2 separate regions of the Mus musculus genome follow, and region 2 is linked to region 1. Evidence: chromatin contacts called from public HiChIP or PLAC-seq data. All regions are on one chromosome and are shown on one strand. Each heading gives the region's core, a stretch centred on a gene start, on an enhancer-like site or on the middle of the called end of the contact. The rest is flanking DNA. Distances are from core to core; before and after follow the strand shown.

Region 1 (4,805 bases), core at 1,903-4,402:
ACTTACATATAATAAATAAATAAATCTTTAAAAAAAAAGAACCGAAAAAGAGAATTCTAGAAGTGGGTTTGACTTTTCTAGGAGTGGGGTTTACTCCCCTTTCCTGTCTTCATGTGGGATTTTTCAGCTATGTCATGGTAGAAGCAGGCAAGCCTACAAAGTTAGCAGTCATTTCGGTAGTCAGTGCCATTTGACTAGCTTGGGTTTATTAAAATGGTCTGCTAAAACACAGCTCTTTGAATGCATCAGTCCCAGGCACCTTGAAGGTCGTGGGTATACCAGGCCCTCTCCAGGAATGGATCTATCAGCACTTTGATCTCAGACTCATAAGCCTCTAGAAGGGGGAAGGGAATTCTGGCAGTTGAGCTGCTCCATCAAGCTGTAGTCTGTGATCACAACCCCAGCTGCTCACTTGTTGGCACTGCTGGCCAAATACAAGACCAGAGCATCACTCATTTTATGGAAGAGGAATTATAATGGTCCTTGTGCTGACGCAGGGAACCTCGAGTTGGCTGGGAGGCTGTTGCTCAAACATTCTCTGGATGTTATATCCAAGTGCAAGGGCACTGATGCTGTGTCCAGATCCACATGCATATGCATCTCCCTCCCTCCCCCTCCCTAGATCAGCCACATATGCCCCTGCTCCCTCACAGGGCAAACTTCCTAAACAGTCTCTTCACTGGGCATGGAAACAGTCAGATACCCATGAGAAGTCAGCCTAGGCTGTATACTGAGTTCTAATGCTGGCAAGTCTGCATCATGATTACAACAAACAAAGCCAAGAAGAACCCCCCCCCCCCACTCCCCATCACAACTTTAGTTCAGGTAAATCAAAAGATCTTGAAAGAGTGGACAGATAGGGACTGGCAATTAGTCGTTACTGGCATGTGCTCGTAAACATCTGGGTGGTTGCAAAGAGAAGGTTTTCTTAAATCATTACCAATCGTGCGCTCCATGGCCACCACAGCTAGTGTTTCAATGACTATTCTATTGCTGTGAAGAGACACCATGACCAAGGAAACAAGTAAGCAAGCAAGCAAACAAAAAGCACCAGGGTTTTGCTTACAGTCTCAGAGGGTAGGTCAATGGCCATAAGGCATGGAGAACGGCAGCAGGCAGGAATAGGGCTGAAATCTTACATCCTCATCCAAAGGCAGAAAAACACTCAAACAGACACACCAGAAGAGGGCACCAGATTCCACTACAGATGGTTGTAAGCCACCATGGGGTTGCTGGGAATTGAACTCAGGACCTCTTGAAGAGCAGTCAGTGCTCTTAATTGCTTAGCCATCTATCTCTCCAGCCCCTCTTTTCCTTATTTTCAAAATGGTACTGGTTTTTGGTCTCTCCTGACCCATGTTTGTGAAATGACTTTACTGGGGTATTGCAAAGATCTGCTGCCCTGCCCTCCACTCCAGGTCTTACGTTTCCTGTAGCCCAGACTGTCCTCTGGCTTGCTGTGTAGCTGAGCATGACCTTAACCTTCTAATCCTTCTGCCTCTACCTCCCAAATTCTGGGATTATAAATGTGCACCATTGCTCCAGGAAATGTTACAAGGAGTGTTCAGCACATACATATTATCTAGCAAATGTTACTATCAGCAAACAATTATTCCTACAATGCAATTCCATTTAGTTTATTCCAGGCAAGCATCCCTGTACTGGCTGATTTTGTGTTGACTTGACACAAGCTGGAGTTTTCACAGAGAAAGGGGCCTCCCTTGAGGAACCTCCGTGAGATCCAGCTGTAAGGCATTTTCTCAATTAGTGATCAAGGGTGGGAGGGTCCATTGTGGGTGGTACCATGCCTGGGCTGATAGTCTTTGGTTCTATAAGAAAGCAAGCTGAGCAAGATAGGGGAAGCAAGCCAATAAGTAACATCCTTCCATGGCCTCTGCATCAGCTCCTGCTTCCTGACTTGCTTGAGTTCCAGTCCTGACTTCCTTTGGTGATGCACAGCCACGTGTAAGCTGAATAAACCCTTTCCTCCCCAATTTGCTTTTTTTTCCCCCCTTGGGTTTATTGAGACAGGGTTTCTCTGTGTAGCCCTGGCTGTCCTGGAACTCACTTTGTAGACCAGGCTGGCCTCGAACTCAGAAATCTGCCTGCTTCTGCCTCCAAAGTGCTAGGATTAAAAGCGTGTGCCACCACGCCCGGCCCCCAATTTGCTTTTTGGTCATGATGTTTATGCAGGAATAGAAATCCTGACTAAGACAATTCCTTACAATGTGTTTCTCCTTATTGTTTGCCTTTTTAGGGATTGGGGTTAAAGCTAGGACCTTGATATGCACTCCACCAACGGAGCCTCAATACCACTTCCTCTTTCTGATCTGTTCCCCAAGCAATGGGGTTCCTCCTTTCTCTTCAGAGCAGATCTGGTCCCCAGTTCGTTCTTTCTTTCTTTCTTTCTTTCTTTCTTTCTTTCTTTCTTTCTTTCTTTCTTTCTTTCTTTCTTTCTTTCTGTCTTCTTTCCTTCCTTCCTTCCTTCCTTCCTTCCTTCCTTCCTTCCTTCCTTCCTTCCTTTCTTCCTTTCTTCTCTTAGCCCCACTCACTCTGGCCTCATTCATCCCCAGTAATTTCATTAAGACAAAGCAAACTTTACACGCTGGCCTGTGCCGCTGATCTGTGAACCTGATGTGTCCGTGACCACAGGAGTGCCAAGTGTAGGTCTGGAGATGGGACAGAGAGGTGCACTTTCTCTAAGACTGAGAGGATTGCACGTGTGTGGGGAGGCATGAAAATAGGAAAGCCAGAGCAGCAGCTTCAAGTCTGTTGTACCCATGAGTGGCTCTAAGAAGGTGAACATGAGCCCGGAAATCGCTGGAATAGGTACCCCCGGGGTTCAGAGTTCAGACAGCCGAGCACACGGCTGACCGGGTCTGGGATTCCACGGAGGCCATGAGGCTGGAGGAGTCCACCCGATCTCTGAGGGTCTTACAGCACTGGAGCTGGGTGGGAGCTTTTAGACAGCAGCATTTAGGAGTGCCACCCATGGGGTGATCAGCGCCATAGGCCAACGGGTTGGAACAGCGTGGAATGAATTAACCACACTGAGGAGCGAATCCCAGATGAGATGGCTTGGTGCTAACCTGGGTGTGCAGAGAGGGCTTGGGCGCCGATGTGCTGCACTAGCTCAGAGGAGCGGGTAGGGGTCAGTACCACAGAGCTGGTTTCCCGGAGAGGCGAGGCACGAGCGAGGCCCCGCCTCCAGCTCACCCCTAGCGGAGCGGGACTCCAAGACTCAGTTCACCCAAGTCCAAAAACTACGCCTGCGCGGAGGGACAAGCGAGCTGATCCGCAGACCGTAACAGCAACTGTGACCTCAGCAACCAAGGCTAGCCCGGCATGGAGGGCGAGTGCCGGGTGCTCTCTATTCAGAGCCATGTAGTCCGTGGCTACGTGGGCAACCGGGTGGCCATGTTCCCTCTGCAGGTTCATGCCTCGCCACTTCTATAACCCAGCCCGGCCGCTAGTGTGCAAGGCGGCGGCGATGACGTTGGTTCCCTTGGGGCCACCCTGGGGTTCCTATCGGGAGCTGGGCGCGCTTCGGATAGAGCCTGGGGCACACAGGCTGGGGGCGTGGAGTACTCTGGAGAGCCTACAGTAGGGTAGTGAATGTGGCACACCCCTATCTGACTGTGGTACACACCGTAGTTCTTAAGGGTACCTGCTGCTTCGGTCGGCCTGGCCAACCCTGAGTGATAAAATGCTGAGCTGGGAGGATCCGCGGGGGCTGCTGAAATTCAGGAGGCTGAGTTAAGATCGCAGACTGGTTGGAGCCCAAGAAGCTGAGCCACACTACAGGTCTGATCACTCCTGAGGTGGCCTGTCATCGCTGGGATGGGGCTAGAACCGCAACCCTACACCTCCAGCAGGCTTGCTTGTATTACTGAAGAGACAGTAATACAAGCAAACAGTTTGCTGAGTTTGGCTTTGGAAGCAACCTGTTAGAAGGAATGCAGCCTTGTGTTGTCTTCCCAGAGCCTCTCCTGTGAGGTGTGTAATGAATGAGGTTGTCTCTGATCATTTCTGGCAGGTGGTGCTTCCTGCTTGTGACTGGTTGCCTTGGAGGGAACCAGGGTGTCATGGGCACTAGAATGGGAGCCATAGGCAATGTCAGCTGACTGGTGCTTCCTTGCCTGGCTGGTCCAGCAGGAAGATTGGGCTGGCCTGGGCAGCCAGGTGGTGGCCTCTTGCAATGTACTTTTTGGCTGGTCACTGAGCAAGGTGGCAGGTCCCCATTCCCCTTCCACTCATGGCCAGCCACTATACTGATTCCTGGGAGATGTTAGGGTATAGTAGCTGGCTACCATGGACCTGGAAGGATCTGGAAGGACCACAAGTGGCTGGAATTGCATCTAAGGACAATCCAGGGCTGTCCTGAATCAGGCTTGCTTGCCAGACAAATAGAGCAATTGATTGTTATTATACAGCATAGGAGATCAAAGTCCGTAGGCAAGGGCAATTGCTGAGTGTTTGAGCCCCTGTTTGGTTGATAAATAGTGTTTCACCCACACTGTCTAGTGAATCCATTCTTGTTCTACCCAGAATGCACAGGTCTTAACTACTGAACCGTCTTTCCAGCCCCATCTGTATTTCCTTCCTTCTTCCTTTCTTCATTCCTTTAATCTTTCTCTTTTTTTTGTCTTTTCTAAACATCAGGGTGGGGACTCCAGGGATGGGGGAGTTGGGAGTAGTGAGTTTCAAGGCTATTTAAACTATCTGCTCCCTACAGGCCATCAATGTGAGGTGCTGTCCCCCTGCACTCCAAGCCACTGTGAGTCTGACCTTGACCGGCTGACTGG
Region 2 (4,626 bases), core at 172-2,671, 110 kb after region 1:
CGGCTCTGTCACCCCTCTCCCAGACATTCCATTAATCCTAGAATCTTACGCCTGCCCCTTCTCATTGAGTGGCCTTGAGCAAGGCATTTTTCCTGATGCTCCATGTCTTGTTTATGAGGAGATTCAGTATTATCATATTCTCTTCTCGACCCCCTTCCAGCTTGGAGCTCAGTGTGAGAAGCAACTTTAGACAATAGGATCTGTAGCCCTGCTCAAGGCCCTAGTAGCTGCTGCTGGGAAGGCAGGGCAGGGAACGCTGGTTTCTTTTTCATTCAGCACCCTTTTCCCATTTCCCAAATCCTGCCCACAAGTTCTCTTGGATCTTGCCCCTCAGCCCAAGCCAGATTTCTACAGTCAGTGCCCCGTTACCCCGCCCCCCTTATCTTGGCTCTACTTTCTCTGACATCATGGTCGATTTCCTGTGTGTGTTTATGTGTGGGCACCCGGATCCCTTCTCTGGCCCTGGGACCCTTGGGATGCCCTGGGAACGGCCCGGGAGGAAGAGTCAGGTCCTTGGTATAGTGGCCTCCCTCCTTTAACTGCTTCCTTCCGAAGCCCCCTACCCATACAGCTTTCGTTCCTTTCCATTTCATTCTTGCTGTCTGTGGACCCCCAGATTTAAGGATCTTCTATTTCCACCCTTTGGCCCTCTGTTTCAGGTCTCTGTCATCAGTAGCATAGTCCAGAGGATTGTTTAAAGTCAGTTCACAGGCCCGGGACAAATCACCCAACAACCACGTGCCTCAGTTTCTCTGTCTTAATAAACAGGACGGTTTCTTGGGGCTGGCCACAGTAGGTGCGGCTGCAGCCTCTGGAGCGATGGTGGCATGGAATTGGGGAAAAGACTGCAATAATAAATATAACCCCGCACGACCTCTCTTTAGTACAGGAGTGTGTACCCAGGAGAGGTGCCCACCACCCAGCCATGTCGATGCCACACAGCTGTCCTCACCTCCCGCCCCTGCCCCGCCACTCTCTGGGCGCCCCTTCGAGGCCCCATTTCCTGTCAGGGGTGAGGCCCCCCTGCGGGGCCTTGCAAGGATCCCTGGGGCTGGCATCTCAGGCCAGCTGCACATAACGGTCCGTGCCCCCCGCCCCAGCCCCCCAGCCTTACAAAGATCCGGTGCATATTCCTCTCTTGCATCAGGGCTCGCTCCCGGCTTACCCACTAGGTCCCGCTGCGTACCCTACCGGGGACCTGGGGATCTGAGGCTGAGTGGGGCTCCCTTCTCTTACTTTCCGAGAGTCCCCGCACTCACCGCGGTCCTTGGCTTCTGACTTTTTTCGAGGAAGTTTCTCACGACCCCGCAGGCGGGAGAAGGTCTTCCTGAGCAGCGGCTCGGCCATGCTTGGGCCGCGGCCGGCCGAGTGCGCGCCCCGGGGCTGCGGCCGCCCGCCCCGCCCGCCTACCCCCCCCCCCCCACCGGCCCGCTCCAGCAGGAAGCGCATTCCGGGAATGCTTGGCCTTAACTTTTTTTTTTTTTTTTTCTTTTCCTTTCCCGCGGCCCGAGCAGGCGATGCTGGGAGATGTAGTCGCCTGGGGCCGGGAGGGGACATGATGGGGTGCTGGGCTGATCTAACTCTTCAACTATGAATGTCATGGCATAGGCTGGGCCCCCCATAACCATCCTCCTTGTGTGATGGCATGCAGCACATTCTGTCGGCTCCCCCAAACCGCATCCAAGGCACACATCAGCTCATGTCTTTCCTCCTGTCCGTCCATCCATCCCCACATCACCCAGTACCTCGACCACGATCTTTCCTTGGGAACCCCAAATGCCCCCAACTCAAGTTACTATTGCTGCTTATTGACCCTCAAGCTTAGTGGTTTCAGACAGCCGGGATGCTCACTGTCAGGAACATGGACGCGATATAGACGATGCAGTCTGCTGATCTCTACTCAGTCGAGAACACAGCAAGGATAGGTGTATCTCGAAAGTAAGTGGTGAAATCGGAGGTTGTATTATTATTTTTTATTTAGTACTGAAATACCGGAGGCTGGACAACTTTCTAAAGTAGACTGAGTTCATGTTGATGTCCTAGCAGCACTCCTTAAGACAGGAAGAGAAAAAAAAATCTTAGGTTTGGGCTGATTCTTACAACTTAAGTTTACTTTTTATTATGAATATGTGTGTGCTTCTGTGTGTATGGCACATGGATCGGGGTGTGTGTGTGGGTGCCCAGAAACGGCTGGGAAACAAGCACTTTTAACTGCTAATTTGGTCTCACAGAACCGTCTTCTGAAGGCCAACTCCCGCCGATAGGCTCCTTTCACCATGACTAGCCTATTAACAGGGCCACATAGAGGACTAAACTTTCAACACATGAACTGTGGCACAACTAAAGTTCAGGTCTCTTAACTGGTGCCAGACACAGGCTGGACCTCCACTGGGATAGTGGACTAAGCACCTATGTGGACACCTCTGTGTCCTTGGCTTCCTCCCAGTTCAGTAGTTTTGTGGTAATTGGTGGGTATGCAGGCGTCTAAAAGTTAAGAGTGCAGATGAGTAGAAGGAAGACCTGCCCAGCTTTGCTTATCCAGGCACATGTGGGAGGAGAAACTGTGGTGCTGCAATAGTTTGAAAAGATCTAGTACATTCTAAGAGACTGGAACTTTTGCTAGACCTTACAGCCAGAGATAATACCACACCTGGAAGTCACCCACGACTGCTAGCCTCCTATGTACTCATTGAGTAAGAGAACAATGTAGCAATCAACTCTACTTGTTTTGGATTTCCCATGCAATCAACTTCTTACAACCTATAATGTAATGCATACCTGGACTCTTAGATTAGGTACTCTTCCCGGCCCCTCACTCAGATAATGCACACGAAAGCAACACTTGCAGAAGCAGAAGCAACTTTCTACCAAAAAAACGTCGAAAGTATCCATTTACAGAAATTAGTTGATAAACAGTGATGCTTGTTATCTGTGTCAATTAGAGACAGATGGAGCTAGCAATTTAATCCCTTGTAAAACTCTGTTAAAGACTTCTGTAAAGTATCCCATTATGTGCTGTTCAATCCATATAGAGTAAAACACTTCCCCCCCCCTCTCTCTCCCCCCCCCCACACACATACAGAGCTCATACCAAACAGGTGGACAGACAGGAACAGATACAGATGCAGGCATACATTTAGACTCATGCAACAGATAGAGGACAGAAACAAAGGAAGTATGAAGTAAAGAATTCAAATCTGTATTCTTGGTTAAATGACTCCAAGAAGAGCATTTGTTTTTAATGTAACGTGGATGCATCATTGGTAACTCAGAGTTAATCACTGATTAACCCAGGCAGGATATAGTGTTGTGTCCTCCTTAAGAAATAAAACCTGCTTCACACTTGCGTTCGATGCTACATTCAGTGCCCAGGGTGGACTTGGAACTAAGATCACATTCCTGAACAAAGTCTTTTCACCACCGTTCACCCCACCCACCCGGAAGGTGTAGATCATCACCACAACCTGCATGAATTCTTGGGTCCCATTGAAGTGTTGGCAGAGACTTTTCCTCATTTCCAGTGAAGTTCTTGTCCCACACACCACTAAGAGTACAGGTGGGAGGAGGTACTTTATTGTCCATTTGGGATTACCAACTTCAATGAGGTTAAACTTTAAGCACTCGGGATTTGAATGAAACAGGGTTGAACTCTCAGTAGCACCAATGAAGAGCAGCCTTTTTTTTTTTTTTTTGAGATAATCTGGAGTCATGGATCTCAGGTCTTGAGGCTGGAAGCAGCTGCAGGAAAGAATTCCCTTCTGCCGCCTATGAGTGAGCCGTCTTGACGTCTTGACAGCTGAGTCAGGAACAAATCTCCCTGCAGCTGGCACTGGTTGAGTCATTGAGGTTGGCTTGGGGCAGAAGCCTCAGGCATTAGAGTTGCTGACTAGTCTGTCCAGGTAAGTCTAACCTTGAAGTCTTCAGGCTTCTTCCTCTGCAAAGAGCCAGAATATCTGGGGCTGGGTTCCCAGCTCAAGCTAGGAGCTGGGCGCGAAGTCTTTCTTCTTTCCTGTCTCTACTGGATTCTGCAGCTGCTCTGGCTTTGCAATTCCAAATATCCAAATTTCTAGAGATGTCAGCTAGGTACAAATGTGGGTATACAAATAAGATGAAAGAAATGGGACTAATCTATCCTGGTTGGTGAGGGGAGGAACCCTGAACTAGCTAAAAGTTGTCAGAAGTTCATGATCACATCTGCAGATCTTTATCTCTGCAGAGGCAGAGAAACTACAAAGAAAGTTTCTGCCCATCCCTGGTTAGTACTTTGATCTCTGAAGGCAGCCTACAGCTTCCTTTAGCCAGATATTTCCTTCTATAAGGTTAGGTGTGTGTGTGTGTGTGTGTGTGTGTGTGTGTGTGTGTGTGTGTGAGTGTGTGTTAGAATGGGGGGGTGTTGGGGTAGTGTTACTGCAGATAGCAGCTCCTCAGCTCTATATCAGGGAACCCTACCTATCTCTCTGGCCATGGGATTTACTTACTATGGTTTTAGTTTGGGTCTTCCTGTTGTGTCCCTGTTTTTTTTTGTTCCAAATTAAAGTTTTCCTGGAGTCAGGCTAGATAAGATTTAGGAGGTAAACACACGTCTCAGGAAGTTCTTGAAATTTACAAAATTCACCAGGCCTCCTC

The links. HiChIP or PLAC-seq counts read pairs in DNA pulled down with a chosen protein or histone mark.
Region 2: a contact with region 1 is called in an H3K27ac HiChIP or PLAC-seq map of DN3 thymocytes, with 2.5 times the contacts expected there. The contact joins the promoter of Syde1 here to the enhancer-like site in region 1. A contact is called at or near these places in 16 of 39 promoter capture datasets (the 3T3-L1 cell line, 3T3-L1-derived adipocytes, the C10 cell line and 11 more), 1 of 484 Hi-C or Micro-C datasets (the G1E-ER4 cell line), 10 of 115 datasets of contacts at active chromatin or transcription factors (the 230-238 cell line, DN3 thymocytes, embryonic stem cells and 5 more) and 3 of 9 other capture datasets (adipose tissue, liver and pancreatic islet).

Annotation. Positions count from the first base shown.
Region 1 is chr10:78,478,824-78,483,628 of GRCm38.p6, forward strand. No RefSeq gene overlaps it. Among named protein-coding and RNA genes, the nearest start is that of Gm30232, 5.5 kb to the right of the region's middle. Within about 2 kb of position 3,153, at least 260 of the 459 cell types and tissues checked have an H3K27ac peak or open chromatin away from gene starts, as enhancers often do. A contact at or near this core is called in DN3 thymocytes, the G1E-ER4 cell line, adipose tissue and 5 more, where this site is marked.
Region 2 is chr10:78,590,543-78,595,168 of GRCm38.p6, forward strand. Syde1 (synapse defective 1, Rho GTPase, homolog 1 (C. elegans)) reads right to left here and starts at 1,422. Exons shown (of 8, transcript NM_027875.1): 1 at 1,260-1,422. The coding sequence starts at 1,347. It overlaps Gm30346 (a long non-coding RNA gene), which reads left to right and starts at 1,499. Exons shown (of 3, transcript XR_380602.2): 1 at 1,499-1,938; 2 at 3,696-3,899.